6 separate regions of the Mus musculus genome follow, and all the other regions are linked to region 1. Evidence: chromatin contacts called from public ChIA-PET, HiChIP or PLAC-seq and promoter capture Hi-C data. All regions are on one chromosome and are shown on one strand. Each heading gives the region's core, a stretch centred on a gene start, on an enhancer-like site or on the middle of the called end of the contact. The rest is flanking DNA. Distances are from core to core; before and after follow the strand shown.

The links. Promoter capture Hi-C pulls out the DNA fragments that hold promoters and counts their contacts. ChIA-PET counts read pairs in DNA pulled down with a chosen protein or histone mark. HiChIP or PLAC-seq counts read pairs in DNA pulled down with a chosen protein or histone mark.
Region 2: a contact with region 1 is called in an RNA polymerase II ChIA-PET map of memory CD8 T cells, with 11 read pairs. The contact joins the promoter of Smg5 here to the promoter of Scamp3 in region 1. A contact is called at or near these places in 5 of 39 promoter capture datasets (hippocampal neurons, liver, pre-B cells and 1 more), 1 of 484 Hi-C or Micro-C datasets (B cells), 3 of 115 datasets of contacts at active chromatin or transcription factors (astrocytes, bone marrow-derived macrophages and memory CD8 T cells) and 1 of 9 other capture datasets (liver).
Region 3: a contact with region 1 is called in a promoter capture Hi-C map of embryonic stem cells. The contact joins the promoter of Lmna here to the promoter of Scamp3 in region 1. A contact is called at or near these places in 2 of 39 promoter capture datasets (embryonic stem cells and liver), 5 of 115 datasets of contacts at active chromatin or transcription factors (bone marrow-derived macrophages, embryonic stem cells, pancreatic cancer cells and 2 more) and 1 of 9 other capture datasets (liver).
Region 4: a promoter capture Hi-C map of liver shows a contact between it and region 1, with 2.9 times the contacts expected there. The contact joins the promoter of Adar here to the promoter of Scamp3 in region 1. A contact is called at or near these places in 2 of 39 promoter capture datasets (liver and pre-B cells), 1 of 484 Hi-C or Micro-C datasets (B cells), 1 of 115 datasets of contacts at active chromatin or transcription factors (memory CD8 T cells) and 2 of 9 other capture datasets (adipose tissue and macrophages).
Region 5: an H3K27ac HiChIP or PLAC-seq map of microglia shows a contact between it and region 1, with 8 times the contacts expected there. The contact joins the promoter of Arhgef2 here to the promoter of Scamp3 in region 1. A contact is called at or near these places in 8 of 39 promoter capture datasets (the 3T3-L1 cell line, the HPC-7 cell line, cranial neural crest and 5 more), 13 of 115 datasets of contacts at active chromatin or transcription factors (astrocytes, bone marrow-derived macrophages, craniofacial prominence and 10 more) and 3 of 9 other capture datasets (adipose tissue, liver and pancreatic islet).
Region 6: a contact with region 1 is called in an RNA polymerase II ChIA-PET map of memory CD8 T cells, with 47 read pairs. The contact joins the promoter of Sema4a here to the promoter of Scamp3 in region 1. A contact is called at or near these places in 2 of 115 datasets of contacts at active chromatin or transcription factors (memory CD8 T cells and pancreatic cancer cells) and 1 of 9 other capture datasets (pancreatic islet).

Annotation. Positions count from the first base shown.
Region 1 is chr3:89,175,022-89,178,668 of GRCm38.p6, reverse strand. It overlaps Scamp3 (secretory carrier membrane protein 3), which reads right to left and starts at 1,278. Exons shown (of 9, transcript NM_011886.3): 1 at 1,012-1,278; 2 at 602-679. The coding sequence starts at 1,077. It overlaps Gm45927 (predicted gene, 45927), which reads right to left. Exons shown (of 19, transcript NM_001310017.1): 8 at 3,595-3,647; 9 at 3,429-3,511; 10 at 3,198-3,277; 11 at 2,934-3,024; 12 at 602-679. Clk2 (CDC-like kinase 2) reads right to left here. Exons shown (of 13, transcript NM_007712.4): 9 at 3,595-3,647; 10 at 3,429-3,511; 11 at 3,198-3,277; 12 at 2,934-3,024; 13 at 1,582-2,275. The coding sequence ends at 2,090.
Region 2 is chr3:88,334,173-88,337,684 of GRCm38.p6, reverse strand. It overlaps Smg5 (Smg-5 homolog, nonsense mediated mRNA decay factor (C. elegans)), which reads right to left and starts at 1,425. Exons shown (of 22, transcript NM_178246.3): 1 at 1,188-1,425. The coding sequence starts at 1,261. Tmem79 (transmembrane protein 79) reads left to right here and starts at 3,252. Exons shown (of 4, transcript NM_024246.5): 1 at 3,252-3,303.
Region 3 is chr3:88,502,017-88,505,269 of GRCm38.p6, reverse strand. It overlaps Lmna (lamin A), which reads left to right and starts at 1,918. Exons shown (of 12, transcript NM_001002011.3): 1 at 1,918-2,522. The coding sequence starts at 2,167.
Region 4 is chr3:89,728,326-89,732,038 of GRCm38.p6, reverse strand. Adar (adenosine deaminase, RNA-specific) reads right to left here and starts at 1,321. Exons shown (of 15, transcript NM_001146296.1): 1 at 1,201-1,321. The coding sequence starts at 1,228.
Region 5 is chr3:88,619,863-88,623,239 of GRCm38.p6, reverse strand. It overlaps Arhgef2 (rho/rac guanine nucleotide exchange factor (GEF) 2), which reads right to left and starts at 2,081. Exons shown (of 22, transcript NM_008487.4): 1 at 1,919-2,081. The coding sequence starts at 1,981. Gm20652 (a long non-coding RNA gene) reads left to right here and starts at 2,135. Exons shown (of 2, transcript XR_375820.2): 1 at 2,135-2,209.
Region 6 is chr3:88,453,448-88,457,161 of GRCm38.p6, reverse strand. It overlaps Sema4a (sema domain, immunoglobulin domain (Ig), transmembrane domain (TM) and short cytoplasmic domain, (semaphorin) 4A), which reads left to right and starts at 1,401. Exons shown (of 15, transcript NM_013658.3): 1 at 1,401-1,614; 2 at 2,316-2,483. The coding sequence starts at 2,345.

The DNA.
Region 1 (3,647 bases), core at 29-2,528:
TCTCGCCTTCATCACCTTCTTGGGGGACTGGCTGAAGTCAGGTTTTAGTCTAGGCTGCAAACTGAGCCTTTACCCATTAATCCATCTGACTCTTTGTTTTTTGAGGCAGGGTCTCACATGCCATCATGGTCTCCAACTTGTTACTAGCTAAGGGTGACTTCTTATACACCTGCCTCTACCTCTCAAATGCTAGGATTATATACTCGGGCCACCATACTGGGTTCATGTAGTGCTGAGGGCTAGGGTAGTGCACTTGGTAGGCAACACTCGACCAACTGAGCTACATCCCCACAGCTCCCCCACACCCTTACTTTCTTTTACTGCCCTCCTCATATGCCCTCTGATCGCACGGGTTTCTCAACTATGACTAGCCCCAACCTTGATGCTCTTCAAACAAGTCTTCCCTGGACCGACTTCTTTAACTCAAAACTAGATGACCCTTTTGTCCGAGATTAGGTTTGGCTTGGCTAACGTCTCTCGGGAAGCTAAAAGCACACCACTTCATCATTTGGTTGCATTAACAAAGTCCCCAGGATGCTCAGACAGAGCTCATGGTACACTCGGCTTTCCCTGCTCTTCTGTGCTCCCTCTAATTGCTCACCTCTCGGTTCTCAAAGGGGTTGTAGACGTCCAGCGTGGCATACTGCTGGCTGGGTCGGTGCTGGATCACAGCTGGGTCCTGAGAGCAGAGACGGGGCTCAGCGGGCAATCGGTGTCAAAGGAATTCCTAGGAACTTCCCGAAACTGCTCGTGGTTCCAAGTACTGAGCCTTTGGTGCCACGCCGTTGTTCCCAACATTTGCCTTCAAGTCTATCACTCTACATAGCTAGAACCCGCTCATTAAAGGGGCAGAGCCCGCAACCCTTTAGCTCCCCATGTTCACTGGTCTCGAGCTACCGCCACCTTCACATAGCGACACTTCTACCCTGGGTCAAAAGTCACAAATGGGAATAGCATTCCGACCCCACAGAACAGTATGCAGACTGGCCAAAGAAGGCCGGCGCAAATCACCTGAAAGGGATTGTCAAGCTCGCCGGAGTCGGGGAATGGATTCCCGGTGTCTCTGCTCTGAGCCATGTTTGCAAGTGAACCCGGCCGCCCCTGCCCTACACGCCCCTGCCCCGGCAGTACGGCGGTGGCGGCCCAAAGAACTCCCTCCGGTGTGCTTGGTCCACTCGCTTCCCTGTGCTCCAATTGGTTGAAACAACCGGAAGAGTCGCGAAGATTCCCGCAGCAGCAGTGGACTGCGCCTGCGCCTCAGTTGGGGGGGGGGGAGGAAAAAAAAACCCAAAAGCGGGAAGTACCGCACGTGATATCCCTAAGCCAGTCTCCGCAGCCCAGAGTCACACTTCCTCCACGTGACTTCCTAGCAGGCATGAACTACATATCCCAGGTAGCTTCATGTTAAGCAGCTCAGAAGGTATCTTTGCGCACAGGTTAGTGGCGGGAAGCTCAGTTTTCTTCACGGGTTTCTGGATCTATTGAAGGGCATAACTTCAAGGCTACTGTCACTATCCATTTATTTACAGGGCCAAAGCTATTTCCTGACATTCACTACTCTAGATCACACAAGTTCTACCTGATTGCATCTACTTTAATTTTTACTACCTCAGAATACAAAGTGCATATAAGTGACTCTAAGTTGGCAGGACAAAGAGGCCTTTATACCCAAATTCAGATGGCTACCAATTATTTCACTCCTTCACCCCAGTACCCTCGAACCTCAAATTCCAGGGATTGGGGGGGGTCAGATGAAGCATGTCATTTTATTTCACAAAGACTGTACAAAATCCCTTATAAAACATGGGGTAGACACCACCTGGTTACGTCATTCTGCCCCCCATCCACCTCCACATGAGGGGCAGATGAGGTTGGGAGAGTGTAAATAGTAGTATATACATGTCAGGGGTTGAATCGATAGGTACAAGTTCTGTCATATTTACACTATTCCACATATTCACAGGTACAAAGGAGCCAGGGGCTGGAGAGAGGGCAAGTTCTGCCTCTGTTCTTTTGTATAAAAAAGCACCAGTGTCCTGGATTGGACACCCACTGCTACACAAGGAGCAGGGGGCCCAAAGCCTAATTGTCACCGACTGATATCCCGACTGGAGTCCCACAACTTGGTGTTGGGTGGCTCAGTCCGAAGGCAGGCGAAGAAAGGATGCTGAAGGGCTTCACCTAAGGTCAGCCGCTTAGCAGGCTCATACTCTAGCATATTTTCAATCAGATCGAAGAGCTGGTGGTGGTCCTCTGCCTCTGAGGTCAGATACCGCTGGTGGAGGGCAGGAAGAAGGTAAGGCAATGCCTTACAAACTTCATTCTCTTTCTTTCCTTTTCAAGACAGGGTCTCACTGTGCAGTCGAGGCTGTTCTGGAGCTACGCACTGCAGCTGACTTGGAACACCTGCCTCGGCCTCACAAGAGCCTCTCGAGTGCTGGGATTGCAGGCCTGTGTCACCTACGACTCCCTGCTTCCTCTAAAGCCCCACTTTTGCTCTTTAGAAAAAGAACCAAAGTTCGGCTTGCATGGAATTTGAAAGCTACCTTATCACAACATTATGTGGTCATAATATTTCTGATATTACAGCTCAACCTACCTTCCCACTAGCACAATTAATCCTTAATATTCTGTTTTACTTGTATATACTTGTCAACCTCATGACTCTTCCTTAGCTCCACATTAAAGTGTAAAGTGTAAGCTTTTCAAAGGTAGTTTATTCTTTTCTGTCTGCTTTCCTCTGGTTGTCTATAGATGAGGTTATCTGTGAACCCTCGATCTCCTCTGTCCACCGTTGACCAAATTATCTTCTTTCAATGTTCCTCCCCCTCCTGCCCTAACCTCCACTTAGAAAATGCACTCCAGGGACCAACCACCCGAAGAAAGAAGCAACCTTTAGATGGTGGACAGTACTTCTCCCTGGCCAGGCTCACCCGCAGAGGTTTGCAGTTCTCACGAACGTAGCGCCCGGCTGAGGTGTTCTCATCCCAATCCAGGCGACCCCGATAAAAATATTTCTGTTTTCTGGAGGGGAAGGGGAGGTTTGTGCATCAGAAGGCTCCATTTCTATAAAACCCTTTCCCTTGTTTACCCAAGTAAGTGGGGGCTAGGGAGATGTCAATGAAAACAAGAAAATGATGCCTAACAGACAAATTCCACGAGGAGAGACGCTCTAGTGCCTCCCGCGTGAGAGTCACCTTGTCTTTCTGATCATCCGAGAAGGGACAGGACCCAGGATCCTTTCCATCATGGCTAGATGCTCTCTGTTGTCATGGGTCTGAGAAACAAAGAGAGCAGAGCATAGGACACAGCAAGGAGCGCTGGAGACTAGTTGCCATATAGACAATATGCCATATAGACAGAGGACTGAGCAGGAATGTCCTCTGCAGACCAAGAAACCCAGCAGCCTGGGATTATCCACCATTTACCTGGAAGAGGGTGAAGCCAACGTAGTACTCAAAGATGATGCAGCCTATGCTCCATACATCGCATGGCTGTGACCAGCCCAACTCTGTAGTGAGGAGGAAGAGGACTAAGATGCCTAGGATATGCCCCCCCACATCCCACACCCTGGGCAGCCCTGAGCTCCCTTACCCAGGATGACCTCGGGGGCTCGGTAATGGCGAGTGGAGACAATGGTGCTATGG
Region 2 (3,512 bases), core at 176-2,675, 840 kb after region 1:
CTACATTCCCTTTCGCCTCCTAGCTTACAAGGCCAGAAGAGGCAGAGCACATGAATCAAGCAGCTCTGGGTTTTCTCATGGCAGCCTCCATTCAGCAGGGCCTGAGGTAAGACGGAAGCTGGAGCTCCACCTCCTACTAGAAGGCAGAACAGTCAGCGTGGTCTCCACTCTTCATCTTCCCATGACTCAGCTCTGCGATCTACGTTTTACCTACACTCTGTGGACATGAGATCCTAAGGAAGAACTGAGTCACAGGGTGCCTGCACCGATGAACCCAAAGTCCTCCTTCCTAGTCAACAAAATAATTAGCCTTTCTAGTCTTTATTCCAACTCAAGAGTCCACAAAATGTAAGCCATAATGGATTTCATAGTGTATTCAAATCAAACCTATATATGTATATAAAATTTGAAATTTCTTTCTTAAAAGATTTACCTTTAATTTTTGTGCACTGGTGTTTTGCCTACACGTATGTCTGTGCGAGTGTCAGATCCCATAGTTACAGTTAATGAGCTGCTATATGGGTGCTGGGAATCGAACCAGGAACCTCGGGAAGAGCAGCCAGGGATGAGCCATCAATCAAATTCTGTTTTTTGTTTGTTTGTTTTTCGAGACAGGGTTTCTCTGTGTAGCCCTGGCTGTCCTGGAACTCACTCTGTAGACCAGGCTGGCCCAGAACTCAGAGATCCACCTGCCTCTGCCTCTTGAGTGCTGGGATTAAAGGCGTGCGCCACCACGCCCGGCTCAAATCCTTCCTTTTAAGGAAGAAACTGAGGCCCAAGGTCACATAGCGAGAGGGGCAAATGAAGGACATGAACCTGGTTTGGAGGACGTCAGTCAATGGCTGTTTCCAGTAAACCACAGGTGCCCGGTAGGGTTCTGAGCACCAGTCCCTTTCGGGTCTTCTCCACCCGTGACCCCCATCCTCAGCTGCCCCCAATTCCCACCGGCTCTCTCCAACTCCGCAAAGCCCCGCGTCACGCTAGGCTCACCGCGGCAGGGGTTCCTGCACTCGCTTCAAACCTCCCACCCACCCACCCACCCACTGCTTCTCAGCTCCTCCCGGGACGCCCGCCCGCACCCCGCTGCACCCCCGCCCTCGCCCGGCCCGCCCGCCAGCCGCAGGCCCCGCCCCTCGCCGGCCCCGCTTCCCCGCCGCGGCTGCACACACACACCCTGGCCCTCTCACCGGTAAAGCCGCTTGGTGTGGAGGACCTTTGCCTCGGGTTCGCTGCTCTCCCCTGGAGGAGGGCCTTGGCTCATGGTGCCTGGGCCCGAGGGCACCTCCTGGTCACAGGCCCCCGCCACCCACCACTGGCGCCTCCACTGCCGTCTCCAGCTGTACCCGCAGCCGCCACTGCCGCCGGCCCTGCTCGGCCGCCATCGCTGTGAGGCGGCTGCCTGAGATGGCTCCTCCTCCACCTATCAAATCTCGCGATAGCTGCCGCCAAGCCGCGGACCGGCGACCAACCCACCAAGTCTCGCGAAAAATTGCCTTCTCTCTCCGGGAAGTCAACCGAGCTGGTTGTGGGTGGCATGGCTTCTGCTGGGCTTAAGTCCTCGGGGGACACTTTATTGCCACAGATGTAGAGAAACTGAGCGTTCTAGCGCAGGCTCATCCGCCTAGCTCGTCGGCAGCCGAGGCAACCTGCAGCGAGTTCCCACCCTGCTACGTGCAGAGACCCTGTCTCAAGTTTAAAAAGAGCGCGCTGGCGAGATGACTCAGCGGCTAAAGGCGCTTGCGGCCAACCTGAGCCCGACCCCTGGAGCCCGCATGGTATAAGGTGAATTGACTCCAGCAGGTTGGCCTGAACTTCACACGCGAGCTCCGTGTCACGCTCCCTAGCCCCCAAAATAAAATGAATTTAAAAAAATTAAGTTTCCAGGGGAAAAGAAAAGAGACCGTAGAGTGCAAAGCTCGCCATGGGACAGCTAGGTGCTGGAGAAGTGACTACCCACATGGCAGCTCACAACCATCTGAAACTCCAGCTCCAGGGGGTCCGAAACCCTCATACAGACATGTTTAGAGGCAAAACGCCAAAGTGCATAAAATAATAAAACGAATGGGCCAGCTATCATTGAATCAGACATCGTTGCAGAAGAGGGGCAGCGAAAAGATTTTAAGATCCGGAGGTTGTGGAGATCGGCATGCACAAGGTCAAGTCAGCTGCCAAAATCCCAGCGCGCCTGAGGGGTGGCTCCTGAAGTTGCTTGTTTTTTAAAGGAATTCTTCCCGAGAGAGTTATTTATTTATATTTTGTGGGTGCATGCATACAACATACACGTGGCCAGAGAACTTGGGAGAGTCAGTTTTCTTTTAAAAGTGTGGTTCTCTGGGGAATCAGACTCAGGTAGTCAGGCTTGGTGAGCCATCTTGTCAGCCCTATTGTTTTCCTAACTATAAGGCGGATCTTTGGGGTTCTCTCTCTCTCTCTCTCTCCACATTATAATGGCAATGTATATACCACTATGCTCCTGGCTCCAGCCACCAAGTCTCCTTTCTATTCCTCAAACTGCCTCAAGTCTTTTTCCATCTGTTGGCTGCGCTGTTCCTCTACAGGGAACTTCCACTGGGTTTCAGCTTCAGTCACCCTAAAGAGGCTCTCACTACTGAAATTCTACTACTGATTTGGTGTGAACTTTAATGTTGGTTACCTGAACAGCTAGAAACCTTGTCACTTTGTTCTTTTCTGTACATGTGCCTAGACTAGCACTTTTTTTGTTTGTTGGAGTGTGTGTGTGTGTGTGTGTGTGTGTGTGTGTGTGAGAGAGAGAGAGAGAGAGAGAGAGAGAGTCTCTACATAACTCTGGCTGCTGGACCAGCCTGGCTTCAGACTCAGAAATCTGCCTGCCTCTGCCTCATGTGCTGGGATTAAAGGCTTGTACCACCACAGAAATAGCGCCTCATTAATAATAGATACCCAATAAACATTTACTGGATGAACAAACTTGCAGTGTCATCTTTTAGCCAATTTACTCTGAGCACCCTTTGATACACAAACCCACTTTTATACCCTGATGCTTCCCTGAGCTGGAAGCTCTTACAGATCCCAGAATACATTAAGTCCACACCTCTGTGCCCAGCTGCACCCTTACTTTCAAAAAGGATGACGTCCTCCTGTAGAGTCCTTCCAGTAGGCAGATTCTGTAGGGCAGGGCCTGCGCCTTTAATCTGGGCCCCACCCGCTCTGGTCAGACAGGTTTGGAGACACAGGCAAGGGAGGGAAACTGGGAAATACTTGCAGAGCCAGCCAGGAGCTAGGCAGCTCCTTTCCGGAGATCCTCCGCCTCTTTGCAGATGGAAAGTAAGAGGGTATCATGGATCCAAAGGGCAGGGGTAGGAGGGGCCCAAGAGGTGAACGAAGGGAGCCCAATCCAGAAGCTGTGAGCTGGAGGGTGGCAGGGGAGGAAACAAGAGGAAGGCTTGGGAACGGCCACACTAGAGCTGGGAGTCTGAGTGGAGCCCAGCCCAGCTGAATCGGGTGAGACTGGCAATGGGAGAGTTCAGAAAATG
Region 3 (3,253 bases), core at 669-3,168, 670 kb after region 1:
CACTGCTCACGTTCCACCACTGGCTCACCCACCCGCCTCTGCTTCTTGGTTAGGAAGTAGGGGAGGGAGAAGCAGAAGAAATGGTTTTTGCTGTTGTTTTGTCTGGGAAGTTGAATGGCAACCACACAGCCCGAGGGACTACAGGGAAAGGAAGCCATGTCCTAGGTTCCCTCCCCTAGATGCATCCTGGGTCCTCACCACACTGGAGTCACCCTCACAGAAATAAGAACTCTCCCAGAACCCAGCGCAGTGGCAGTGGCACGTGCCTTTGATTCCAGCACTCTGGGGGCAGAGGCAGGCAGATCTTTGAGTTCGAGGCTGGCCTGGTGTACAAAATGAGTTCTAGGACAGCCAGAAGTTCATAGAGAAACTCTGTCTTGAAAAAACAAAGCGCCAGGCGCACGCCTTTAATCCCAGCACTCGGGAGGCAGAGGCAGGTGGATTTCTGAGTTCAAGGCCAGCCTGGTCTACAATGTGAGTTCCAGGACAGCCAGAGCTATACAGAGAAACCCTGCCTCGAAAAACCAAAAAAAGAAAAAAACAAAAAAACAAAAAAACAAACCCCCCCCCCACCACCAACAACAACAACAAAAAAAAAAACAAAAAAAAACAAAAAAAGCAGCAGCAACAACAAAATCTCTTAAGAGTCCCAACTCAAGCCCACTGCCTGGACCTGCAGGAACTGCAAGCTAATCAGCAATGGACAGGGGAAAGCACATGGCAAAAGGGGAAGGAACATGGCAGAAGGGGATGCCAGGGCCAGTAAGGCTTAGGCTAGGGTTACAGGAGAGGATTAGACAGCTGATCGGGAGTCTTTGATGGAGGCTGGAGACCCCGGGACATGGAACCAGGGGACCAGGTTACTGTATTGGGAGATCATCTAGTCAGGGCCCACCCAGAACTGGCTAGACAGGCATGCAGTGGCTGAGGAGGGGGTAGCTTTGCTGTTCTTGCTCACACCGTTTAAGATGGAACCAGGATGGAGACCCTGCATTAACAACCCTCTGACCCCGTTCCTCTTTTCAGGCCCTTCTCGAAGCCACAAAAATCTGGAACCTGGTGTCCTGGCCATGTGCTGAATGCACGCACAGCACAGCTCTGGTATCTGTTTTAAATTATCCATTAAAATAAGTACAGTCCTGGAAAAAAATAAGTACAGTCTTGGATTTGGTTGGGTGGAGTGAGCTGAAGAAAGGGGCTGAAACGAGGGATTTCAGCAGCCCCTTTTTCCAGCTGTCTAGGTCCAAATGAAAGGGGAGGGGGGAGTGGGCGGGGCCAACTTCTGGCTTCTATTCTTGGCCTTCTCTTGGGGACTGAGGCTTATTTCTTAGATCTAAAACCCAATGTTTGGTTTTAAAGCCAAAAATATAAGGGAAGTGCATAGGTTTGGGTTTTGTTTTTTGTTTTTTCCCGAGGTCCTTGATCTTTGCCCCCAAATTTGAGGGCATAAAGTAATCCCTCAGTTACCTAAAAACACAGCCATTCCTTTGCCATTCCACTCTCCTGGATTGGCCGCTTCTGTGCGCGGGGGAGAGGTGACTCACTATTACTACTGAGGAAAGGGGAGCCAGTGGTGGAAGTGGGGTGAGTCACTGATGGGCAGCAGCTTCAGCCCTCCCCCCAACTTCCTTGGCTCTCTGGGGATGCCTGATCCTCTCCCTCACTTTGCACCTACTTCCCCTGGTCCCTCACCACTACCCTTTGCCCACCCACTCAAATTCTTTGGCTCTGCTCTTTACTCCAGAAGGCCAAAGGCAAGCTTAGAGTTGAGTAGGCAGGAACCAACATTGTGAAGCCCCAGGCCAGAAAGGGGTGTTCTGCAGAGTGAGGGTTGGCATGCTGGCTCCTCCTCACCATACCTGCCCCCGCCCCTTTGGGTACAGGATGGCTCCTTTAAGAGCAGTGGATCCACCCCCTGTAGAGGAGGGCCTATTAGAGCCTCTGCCTGGCTGTCAGTGACTCAGTGTTCGCGGGAACGCTGCCTCAGCCTCAACACCAGCCAACCCAGATCCCGAGGTGCGCCAGCGCCCAGCCCAGATCTCCACGCCTGCCAGGAGCGAGCTTCGCCGGCTCGCTGTCCCCCTGAGCAGCCTCTGTCCTTCTGTCCAAGTCCCGCGCCCTTCTCGGGACCCCTGCCCAGCGGGCAGCACTGTCACCCTGCCGGCCATGGAGACCCCGTCACAGCGGCGCGCCACCCGCAGTGGGGCGCAGGCCAGCTCTACCCCACTGTCGCCCACTCGGATCACCCGGCTGCAGGAGAAGGAGGACCTGCAGGAGCTCAATGACCGCCTGGCCGTGTACATCGATCGCGTGCGTTCCCTGGAGACCGAGAACGCGGGGCTGCGCCTTCGCATCACTGAGTCTGAAGAGGTGGTCAGCCGAGAGGTGTCCGGCATCAAGGCGGCCTACGAGGCCGAGCTGGGGGATGCCCGCAAGACCCTTGATTCTGTGGCCAAGGAGCGCGCCCGCCTCCAGCTAGAGCTGAGCAAAGTGCGTGAGGAGTTCAAGGAGCTGAAGGCTCGGTGAGTGAGGCCCGGCCGGCCGGCACCAGGGAGGCAGCAGTCGCCTGTAACTGGCCATCTAGTCCCCTCCCTCCCCGGAACTGCCTCCCGCGGGTGACTGGCAGTGCCAAGGGTAATAGACATGATAGGACATAGAAGGGAGGGGGTCTCTGTGAGAGGGTGGGGGATATAAAGAGTGGTGGGGGCATTGAGACCAAGTAGCGTTGGTGACAGGGCCTATGCTGTCAAGGTGGGATTTTTCAGTCATTTGGAGCTTGGGGGATGGGCTTGAGGAAGGTAGAACAGGCTCTACCAGGTCTTGGAACTCCCGAACGCCGCCCGGGACACATCAGAATGGGTGAAAGGGTTTTATTAGAACTTTCTTGGTAGGTTTGGCACTTTGCCAATCTTGCCCAACGTGGCTCTGAACACATGATGTCCACTAAGACATAGCGCCCACACTGACATTTGTCCAGTGGTACTGTAATGGAGTTACCAAGGCTGCATAGCCCCTTTCTCCCATGGCTGTGTAAGCACGGCCTTCTCCTGGTTCTTTCTAGGAGCTGAGAATGTCTGGAGCTTTTCCTAGACTCTCAGGCCCACCAGAAGCACACCAGGAGATCTGCTCCCCCGCAGCTCCCACAGCCCTTGGCCTCCCTGGTCGAGGAATGCAAGGGAGGGTGGGGAGGGAGACCGGGCACAGAAGCTAATGGCTCTGGAAATTCTGTTATGCCTGAGTCGGGGACACCCCA
Region 4 (3,713 bases), core at 72-2,571, 550 kb before region 1:
ACACACCATTAAGAGCTGGGGAGATGACTCAGTGAGTAAAGCGTTTGCCACACAATCTTAAGGACCTGAATCTGAATCTCCAGAACCCAAGAAAAACAAAACAAAACACAGTGTGGTATAAAAATCAGTAATTGTGAGACACTTGAGGGTATAGGGGACCAAGAAGAAAAATTCCTGGAAGCCTGAGGGCCCAGTTCCGAGGCTGTCCTTTGTCGTAGAAAGAAGTACAAGTGTGCCTGTACATCTGCAACATTAAAAGTTGGTTGTTGGAGTAGGGTTTTTTTGGTTTGTGTTTTTGAGGCCATCTACACAGCTTTGGCTGGCCTGGGACTCAGAAATACCTGCCTCTGCCTCATGAGTACCATCATACCCCCCAAATTACAACACACACACACACACACACACACACACACAGTAGTAGAGCATTTGCTTATCAAGTGTGAGGCTATTGGTACATCCCATATAGCTTTTTAAAATTTTGAAGGATAAACCTGGGTGGGACATGCCTGCAATTCCAGCTCTAGGGAGAAAAGACTGGTGGCTTGCTCAAGGGCAATCAAGGCAACACAAGACAAGTAGAAACTGCCTCAAAAGCAAACAAACCAGCATGGTCAAACCAAGGCAAGGAACAGTCCTAATCCCACCACAGGGTCAGTTTCCATCCCCGCTGCTTTCCAGAATGACAGATCCAGTGCTGTGCACAGCATGAATCCTCGGAATCTGGGTTTTTCTGTTCAGAACGTTGCAGCTGGGGCTCATGTACGACATCACAAGTTCATTTTAGTGCTAAGTAGAATTCCACGAAGCTTACCCAGTGCGCTACAGAAAGACACCCTTCTTGGCCATAAAGCAAAAGACTTCCCCCTGCTGGTTAGTTGAGATAATTTAAATTTCTCAGGAAGTTGAAAAAGCAAAGAGGATCATGAGAAAAGTTGCTCATGTTGGGCTATAGCGGCTCAGCAAGGCATCAGGGGTCTTAGCAGAAAGAGAAGGGGTGTCTGCCCCGGCCTGGGTCCTTGTCTGGCTTAGACGCTGGTCTATCTTCTGACCAGCCTCCTTCCTGAGACTGCTCAAAGCTACAAGAACTAACTGAACAGAAATCCCCAGAAGGGCTGGCAGTTCGGCTTGAGAAGGAGAACGTGACCCTCGTAATTCACACTACGCGAGCCAGATATGAGGGTGCAGACCCCGCGGGCTTACCTGTGGGTCCCCTGAACCCTTGAGACATAGTGCCGGCAAGGCCCGCACCTGTGGCCGTAAGATGGCTGGCTCCCCAGAGTTCACTTTCGTTTCCTTGAAAAGGCTTCCCCGCCCAACTGTTGGGCCAAGAGGAGGGAGGGGTTTGCTCCCGGTAGCCGAGCAGCAGCATCCTGCCCACCATAAGGGCTGGGCCGCCGTAGTCCACGCCCACCGCCTTCCTCACCACTCCACCTCCACTAGCAGGGCACTATATACGTTCTCTGAGAGCTTGGGAGCTATTTACTTCACTGACAAGCTTATTTTTGTTCACGGTATTTTGGAAAGCTTCACTCAACAGCGCCCTCTCCGCCCTGTGAGGAAGTTCCTTTTCCGTGTTTAATCCCTACTGCTTGCGAGATTTACAAGTCTGTCCACTCCTAGAGTGACCATTGGCCAATGCCCTGTCCCCACTAGCCTGTCCTTCATTCCCCCTGTTGGCTGCTCCAAACTTCCTATCTTTTTGTAGATAAAATTCTTTACCTTCACGTATTCTGTTCTTTAGCCTAGAATGTTCCTCCCCCTTTCCTTGTTTTGTTTTTGAGACTTCAGAGGAATTCCACTTCCATATCCCTGGGTACCTGATGCGTTTGTACCAGTGTCAGCACCCAGCACATGGTGCAAGTAGGCCAGCATATGGCAGTCTGGGCATCTAGTGTATGCTACAACGTCAGCACCCAGCAGCACACACAGTGTAAGTAGAAGCCCCAGCATGTAGCAGTCTGGGCAAGATGGATGGCTCAAAAGTCACTCCCAATCATGTCCTCCCTGTTTGGTATAGCTGCCTGCCTTCAGTGCTCCCGGGGGCACTCCAGTGGGCAGGGCTGTTCTCGCCTATATCCCCTGCACAGTGAGTCCCAGACAGTCATAGGTGAGTGGATAATAGTGCACTCTAAGTAAAACAATTTGCGGAACAGAAACTTGGGGGGGGGGGGATAAAAAATGGCAATCAACACAGGAAAAGAGCTCAATCTTGTGCCATCAGGGAAACTCAGGAAAGGTCACAGTGAGTAGGTGTTCTTGTCCACTCACCAGTGTGGCACCATTAACTAGCACATAGGAGGACCAAGAAGGAGCAACCCCAGTCACTGCAGGAAGTCATTACTTAGAAACACACCCCATGGTTTAACCATTATATGCATTTAGCAGGATAAGCTACACAACACTGAAAGCAATCAAACTAAAATAAGCAGATGTTCCCACCTTAGGATATTACACAGCAATTGAAGTAAAAACCACAGCCAAATGCAGCAGATGGGAAACAATGTAACAATACTGAAAGAAGACCTCCTGTCCCAAACCAAGCAAAACCAAGGTCAATCATGTATTGCACAAGACAGGTTCAAGTCCAAGGCATTCTAAATGGAAGGAATGTTCTGGGGGCTAATGATCCACTGAGGACCCGCAGACAGTCTCATTCCTAAACTTTGTCTCGCTCCCTTGATAACTGTCCTAACTCTCCCAGCCTCACTAGGTGGCACCTCCACTGCAACCTGGGGCTGTTTACCTTTTCCAGGTTTTCCCCTCAACTGGAGGGCCTTGGGAACAAACAGGTGACAGTCCTGTCACAAGCAGCTTACTTCCCTAGGAGCTTGGGAGCCTCCTGCCAGGTTCCAATTCAGAGGGCTACTCCTTAGTCACCACCCAAATAACTAACTCAGTTGTGTCTAAAATAAGGTATCACAACCTCCCCCTTGGCGCTTGCAGGCCAGGAAGATTTATTTATTTTATGTATAGGAATACACTGTAGCTATCTTCAGACACCCCAGAAGAGGGCACCAGATTCCATTACAGATGTTGTGAGCCACCATGTAGTTGGTGGGAATTGAACTCAAGATCTCTGAAAGAGCAGTCAGTGCTCTTAACCACTGAGCCATCTCTCCAGCCCCGAAACATTCATTTTCTAAACTCACAGGGCCTTCCCCAGCAGTCTAACTTGCTCAAATAATCTGGGAGGCTTTCAGGAGACAAAAGAATGATGTATCACCTAGCTATACCGACCCTGAGAGATGTTCTACAGATGTTGATAGCCACAACCAGCTTTTGGTTTTGTTTTGTTTTTGAGACAGGGTCTCATACAGTTCAGGGTCACCTAAAACTCCTCCAATATACAGCTAAGGCTGACTGACTCTGAGCCCTTATAATTCTGTCTCTCCCTTCCAAGGGCTTCTAATTTTGAAATTACTAGAAAGCAAGAACTGTTTTGGGTAGCTGTCCCCCTTCCCCCCAAAAAAGAGGTCTCCAGAAGAAGGGACATCCTTTTATTACTGAGTCAGAGTTCTCCAGTAAATGAAAGGAAAAGACGTGTATGCCAGTAAGGTTAGTGGTTACATAATAAAGTTATAATATTAACGACAATGCCAAAACAACTGTCAGAACAACAGCTAACAGTCCTGTATAGACCATTCCGAGTGCACATCACGCACATTTAGCTTCATGGGCAGCCCACAAAATAACTCTCTAAACCCTATGGCTCT
Region 5 (3,377 bases), core at 832-3,331, 560 kb after region 1:
ACTCCCCCACTTCAGTAACCACAGCTTTCCGGAGGTGTCCCTCCCCTTCCGACCAGCTCAAACTGACAACCTCCCTCCTTCCCCTGGTCTCTCTACCCTCTCAGAACCACTCACTGGTCTCTGGGAAACCAGTCAGATTCCCTGATCCCTTCTCCATAGCATAGTCAAAAGATAAAAAAGCCAGGAGTCTGGATTTCCAGTTACTGTGTTATGGAAAAAGAAAAAAAGAAAAACAGGGGATGAGATGCCAGGTGTCTGGATTGGAGAAAGGCCCCCTGAGGATGTCTTCGTACAGCCCCACAGGTCTGCCTCTCCTGCCCCCCCCCCCCCAGTGGCTTTCCTTTTTAGGGTGGAACCAAATTTCCGTGCTTTCAAAAAGTTCCCCCCACCCACCCTGGCTTTACTCCAGGGTCTCGCTCAAACGGTTGAAAAAATAAACAGACTCTGGGAGCTGGGGCCTGGCCTGTCGCTAGGGTTTGTTAAGAGCCTGTCTGCCACCCCACAATTCACACTCAGTCACCTCACCCTGGAGCTGCTCAGAGCCCTGCTAGCTTTCTTCCGGTGAGCAGACTCCCATCCCGAAACCCTACAAAAAGCCTCAAACTGAGCTTCCCGCCCCCGAGGCTCTCCACCCCTACCGACCTTCTCCCAGTGTAGCAGTAAAGCAAGTAGCTAAAGCCTGGAACCTTGGAGGAAGGGAGAGGGCAGCTTTCCATTCGCAGAGTGGCTTTCCAGCCTGAAAATGATCTGCTTGGTTGGCTGGCTGCGGGAGGGTCATTACGCTCTCGCTAAGGACAGGGATTAAGATTAAAGCCCTTCCTGCCTTTGCTTTCCGAGAGAGCCTTATAATGTGAGTGTCCTGAGGTACAGGGAGGCGCCGTCCGCCTGAACCAGGCCCCCCTGGCTTCACTTATTCATCTACAAGTCCTCCTCGGCTTCACCACTTCCTGTGAGCTGAGGTGAGGAAAGTCATGGCATTTGGGAGGGCGTCTGAATACAAAGACAGGAATAAAGGACACTTGTAAAGGCGTGCTGGAGAGGTCGTATTGCAGAGTGTGCTGATAATTACACAGCCAGACTCCAGATGACAGGTGAAGGGCCCCCAAGCCGAGGCGATAATCGAAATATGGCTGAGGGGAGTGGGGGAACTGGGTTAACCGAGGCGGCTGGAGAACCAGGAGCCTGGAAGCTGATGAAACAGATAAGGGTGGGAACTACTCTGGGTCCTGGCACCGAGACGCTCAGGATGTGAGAAGGCATCCCAGCGACACAAAGGCAGCTTGCTTCACCTGATGGATCGGTTTGGCCTGGCGGAGAAAATGGGCGGCCGCTTGCTGTCTTGACCCCTAGCCACCCGCCTACCCCAGGCAAGAACTGAATCACAGCTGGAAAGTCCATCCGCAAGAAGAGGAGGAGCTGACTTTTGTCTTGGAGGGGCGGGAAGGTGGGGGAGGGAGCTTGGAAAACACCCCCTCCGGCCCCCTCCACCCGCTGGTGGGGACAAAGGGGGAACGACCGAGCCGGCGCTAGCGGGCACGGCCGCAAGCAACCCCCGGAACTGGGGTGCGGAAAGGGGTGCCCAAGAGCGTCGTCCCTAGGAACCCGACACGCTCGCCCCTCTTTCCCGCTCGATCCCTTACCGGAGCAACTTTCTTCCGAGCGGCCCAAAACACTCGGTCCCGCCGAACCACTGGTAACCCAGCTCAGCTCTCCTAGATCCCCGCACAGAAGCTGCGCGGGTGCTGGAGACGCGGGTCACGTTGCGGTCCTCCAGCCCCCTCCTCACGCGCTCGCAGCCCCACCCACCCCGTCCGGCCGCTGCGCGCGGACTCGGGCGCCCCAGAGCGGGCGGGGGGACGCGGGACGCGGGGCGGAGGCCCAGAGGTCGGCAGGGCGCCCGGTCGCAGAGCCAGCCCACCTTGGTTGCCTGCTCCTTGCTCCGGTCGATCCGCGCGCGAGTGAGGGATTCGATCCGAGACATAATCCAGCGTGAGCCGCGGGAGGACGCGGCGGCCCCGGGTGTCCAGCAACGGCGGGGGAGGGGTCCGGCCGCACGCGTCGGCCTCGGGGACAGGAAGTCTGAGTCCCCTCGCCCCTGCACCCAGCACCAGTTCCTCAAACCCTAGTCTCCTCCCCCACCCGAGCTCAGGAAGGGGAGAGGCGGAGCGGAGGCAGGGCGGGGTACCCGCGCACCGGACGGGACGCCGGGGTTAGTATCGCTGCAGTCTGCTGGACAGGGGTCCTTGGGACAGGTTCGAGGATCCCTTTTCCCTTTAGCGCTTAGGAACACTCTCTGACCTCAGCGACCTCCCTTAGCTCGGCTGTCCTTGAAAAACACCGGCGCCCATTCCGGGTAACTTCACTCTTTAAAGACCCTAAGGGGATTCTATCACCTTATCGGTAACTGGGAGACCTAGCCATAAGGGCTCACTCATCAAACAGGCTTGAGTACACAGACCGCTTTTACAATGTTGGACTGGTATGACAAGAGGGAGGGGGCAATGAAAGGGGAACTAGAAGCTTCATCGTTAACAGGCTTCACTCCCCCAAAAGAGTGAAGAAGGGGACTCCTTTCCAAAAGCTAGGAGTCCACAAGAGAGGGTTTTCCCCTCACCCCCCCCCACCCCCCGCCCAGCTTCTCACCCCTCTGGGCCTTGTGGACCACACTCTGACCATCCTTCTCAGCCCCACCTCTGCCAATTACTTTGGCAGTGAAGGTGAGAAGGCTCCACCTTTCCTGAGGCTAGCTGAGGAAATCCTTCCTTGTGTCCTGACACCAGTTTTCTCTGCCACAGGAGACTATAGAAACAACTTGGCCCTGTCTGGAAACGTTTGAGCTTGCTGAGGAGTGTGGGTGGGTTTTCATTTCTCTGGACCCTTTGAGTCAACCTGAGTTTCCTGCCACTGGGGAAATTCTCCAGTCTGCTCCGTTTCCACCTATCAAGGTCTCCGATTTCTCTGTAAAAACCTGAGCACCCTGGGGCAAAGTTTTGTAAAAATTTAGGGTACTACCTAATCTAGTCCCAAAAGTGTGTGGTAATGAGGGAGGGAGATGGCTAGGCGTGGTGTTGCACAGAGGCAGGGAGATTTCTGAGTTCAAGGCCAGCCTGGTCTACAGAGTGAGTTCCAGGACAGCCAGGGCTACACAGAGAAACCCTGTCTCAAAACACCGAAAAAAAAAAGAAAGAAAGAAAAAAGAAAGAGGGAGGGAGATGAGGCCCAGCCACTGTCACCAGCTTCTGCTCTGTTCTTCTCGGTAGCGGGGCAGGGAGGGTGGTGTTAGGGCTGCAGGTTTCCAGCCCAGCCCTGCACTCCTAGAGTGCCAATTTTAGCCTCAGTCTCTAATTTGGGCTCGGCTGCCTCATCCACCCGCTGTG
Region 6 (3,714 bases), core at 152-2,651, 720 kb after region 1:
TGTTCTCTGTGCAGCAAGACTGTAGTGGAGCCTGCCTGCTGAAGTTGGGAAGCCTGAAGCCCCAAGTGTGAGCTTCTCACATTGTCCGAGGGCCTGGGAGAGCACTTGGTCTCCTGAGGACGCCCAGGGACAGGAAGAGAGTAAAGAAGGATGGCATTGGAGCTGCTCCTCTGGTCACAGCTCCTCCCTGTGACCCAGATAGGCCAATCTGTCTCCAAAGAGAGGCCCTGAGGTGGTGGCTTCCCAAGCCTGATCTAGAGGTCAAGGAGACTCAGAAGTTTGTGTCAGCACAGGGAGATTGGCAAAGTCCTCACAGTGAACGGAGAGCTTGGGGGGGGGCGGGTCTTAGCAAGCTTTGACAGATGAAGCCATCAGGAGGGTCTGTGTGAGCCCAGCTCCTGGGCCACACTGGAGAACGGAAGCAGAGGGGAAAGCATGAAGGGAAGGCCAAGCAGGCTCTACCGAGGAATGCTTTCCGTCTAGGAGCTGTAACTGGAAGGGTGGAGGACAGCCTACAGTGGGGACCATCCTGGCAGTGAGGATGGTGTTTACAGTGAAGATAGGGTATGTCCTGGAGGTAGACCAGCTTGGGTCACTGTGCTCTTTAACCTGAAGTCAGCTGACCCGGGAGAGTGGGCAGCAGCCCAACCACTCTTTATTGGCCTAGGAGCCCTTGGTTACTCATTAACCCTGCGTTATGAGGTCTTCCTGGAACCTTTGGGGAGGAGGAACCAGCCACCATGCCAGCTGGGTGCTTCAGCTCCAAAGCGTATCCCAAGAAGCACGCGTTCAAATGGGGAATTTCTCCAATTTCCCACTGAGACGTCAAATTACTAGGGCTTCCTCAGCAAAGTCATAGGGAAAAACCAAAAAACTAATACAAATGTAGGATTTTTATTTATTTTTTATTTTTTTGATACGGGGTTTCTCTGTATAGCCCTGGATGACCTGGAGCACACTCTGTAGATCAGGCTGGCCTCGAACTCAGAGATCTGCCTGCCTCTGCCTCCCGAGTACTGGGATTAAAGGTATGCCTCGCCACCATGCCAGCTTTAAACGTGTTATCTTTCAAGAATGTGGTCCTACTGGGTGTGGGAGGTCGGGAGGTCTCAGTATGTGGCAGTGGGGGAACCCCACAATGGGGTCAGAGAGAGAAGGAATAGGAGAGAGACGGTGTCATACCGAGCTCTCTTGAGCAAGAGGAGTCTGCAGCTTGGGCTGGTTAGACTGGAAGTGGTGTGCGGGAGAAACAAGGGCATCACTGAACTGGCCGGGAAGGAACTCTTAATTTCTGGATAGACTAAGGAGGGAGGGAGGTGTGTCTCCTGCAAGGCCTTCAAGCCTCACCCCCACTCCCACACTCCACCAGTCTCCCCGCCCTGATCCACCAACTTCCGCCCAAGCCAGCCAGGATCTGTCACAACTCGAGGTAGAAATTCTGGTTTCCCTGGCCTGAAACCCACACTGGCTCTGGCAGGATGGGTGCCTGGAGGGCCGCGCGCCCGTTCCAGCCAGGCTGAGCCTGCTTGCCTTGCCTGGACCCCCTTCTTTGCCTCGGATGGCACCCTGATTCAGGGTTTGAACACAGGACTTCTCAGTGTGGCTGGCTCAAGGGTATGTGAGATGAGGCGGGGGCGGGGGAGGGGTGTGAACCTGCATTCAGTGGCCATGGGGGAGGCTGATTGCGGAGCTCTGGGGAGGCAGACAGGGGGGCTGGAGAAGTTGAGAGTCTGCCAAGGACTCCTGCCCAGGCCACTCCCAGGAAATACAGAGGGCAGCCCCACCACAGTGGTAGATAAACTGGCACGCCCCTATCCCTAAGAAGAAGGCTAGATGGGCCCGATTAAGCAAGAGTCAGAGCCCCTGGGGGCTGAGGAGAGGGTAGGCTGTCTGCCTGGGTTGGGGTGAGTAGCGGGCATAAGGTGTCACAGCACAGGCCAGCCTGGGGAAATCTACCTTTTGCATACAGGAACTAGTTCCCTAGAAGACCTTTGCCCAGGGCCAGAGATGATCAGAGCTCTGGAGCACGGGGCCAGGAGATGCTGAGGGGGCAAAGTGGAAAGGAATTTTTCTGTGAGTCAGGTGAGAAATGGCAAGGTAGTTTTTTTAATGGTTAGGTGACCAGAGGCACAGCGTGGGCCACAGCAGCACCCTATGCAGAGGGCAGCAGGAGGCACCTTCAAGGCTGGGGATGGATGGAAGTGAGACTCTGAGGGCCCTTCCAGAGAGGAACTTCTGCCCCCTGGGGCTCTCCTATTGGCCCTCAGGAAGGGTGTGGTAAGCATGGCTAACCCAGAAAGTGCCTGTTTCCTCAGAACCATCTGGTGACCATCTCAGGCTGACCATGGCCCTACCATCCCTGGGCCAGGACTCATGGAGTCTCCTGCGTGTTTTTTTCTTCCAACTCTTCCTGCTGCCATCACTGCCACCTGCTTCTGGGACTGGTGGTCAGGGGCCCATGCCCAGAGTCAAATACCATGCTGGTAAGTGTCTAGTACCTGGGAGGTATGGATGGCACCATAGAGATGAAGGGGCTGAGGAAGGAGAAGGGTGTGCCAGAGGGGACGAAATGGCACGAAGAAACAGAGATGCCAGGGAGCCTGGGAGGGGCTGGGAGAAGAAGAGGCCACCTGAGGCACAAGTTGATCTGTAAGGGAAGGAAGGGTCACTGTGACCCTTTTCTGCCAACTCAGTGGTTTTTCTTTCCCTCAAATGTCAGTCACTAAGCAAGGAGCCTTAAACTCCTGACTGCTTTTTCAGTACCAGGAGCTGGAAAGCTAAAGCTCGCTCTAGATTGTCTGAGGAGCTGGAGGGCCCAAGCCAACTGCAGAGGTCACACCGGGCCAGATCCTGTCCAGGAGACTGGGCATCAGAAGGGATCCTAGCAGCTCACCCAGCCTCGGTGGTTTCTTGAGGAGGCTGTTCGGTTACTGACACCTTTAGTTCCAGGAAATGCCCCAGGGGAAGTGCCACATATACCACACACCCACCCACCCACACACACACACACACACACACACACACACAGAAGTAAGTTACTTCTGTTCACGGATGTAGTTTAGCATCCTTCTGAGGCAAAATGGTAAAGGAGATGTAGCAGTCGGTGGATAGAGCGGCATCTCTGGGTGGGATGGGAGTGCAGGCACAAACAAGCCTGCGTTTCAAGGGGAAGTACAATGAGCTCTCTTCAGAGTTCAGGAGAAGCCAATCTAGGCAGTATTGTTTCCATTTTGTCTTTGGATTCCTCTTGGTTTCCAGGCTTCCTGAGGCCAAAAGAGTAACAGCCAGATTGTCCTCTGACTAAAGCAAAAGTCCACATGTGCTCACTAGAGACTTATCTGAGGTGCTCTTTCCTCCTTGCTGATGTGCCAGTGTGTCAGGAACCCACACATTCACGTGTGTGTATGTGCACACATGCCACCACCAAGATATGTAGTGAACATGCACTACTAACCAACATATTCAGACTGTCCAGGTGGCTCCCAGGAATGCCCACACTGATGGGGCTCAGAAACCGAGAGGAAGCAGCCTTTTCTGCTGCAGTGGGCATTGCTGGTGGTGGGCAATTGCTATCGCAGAGTGAGGGGAGGAGACAGAGGAAACGGGGGTGGCAGGGATCTGTAACTACGACAAATCTTGAGGCGGACGACAGCTATCTCCGTTGCCTGTGGCTGAGAACCCCTTCCTGTGTCTACCTGTCAGCTCTCCCCCTCC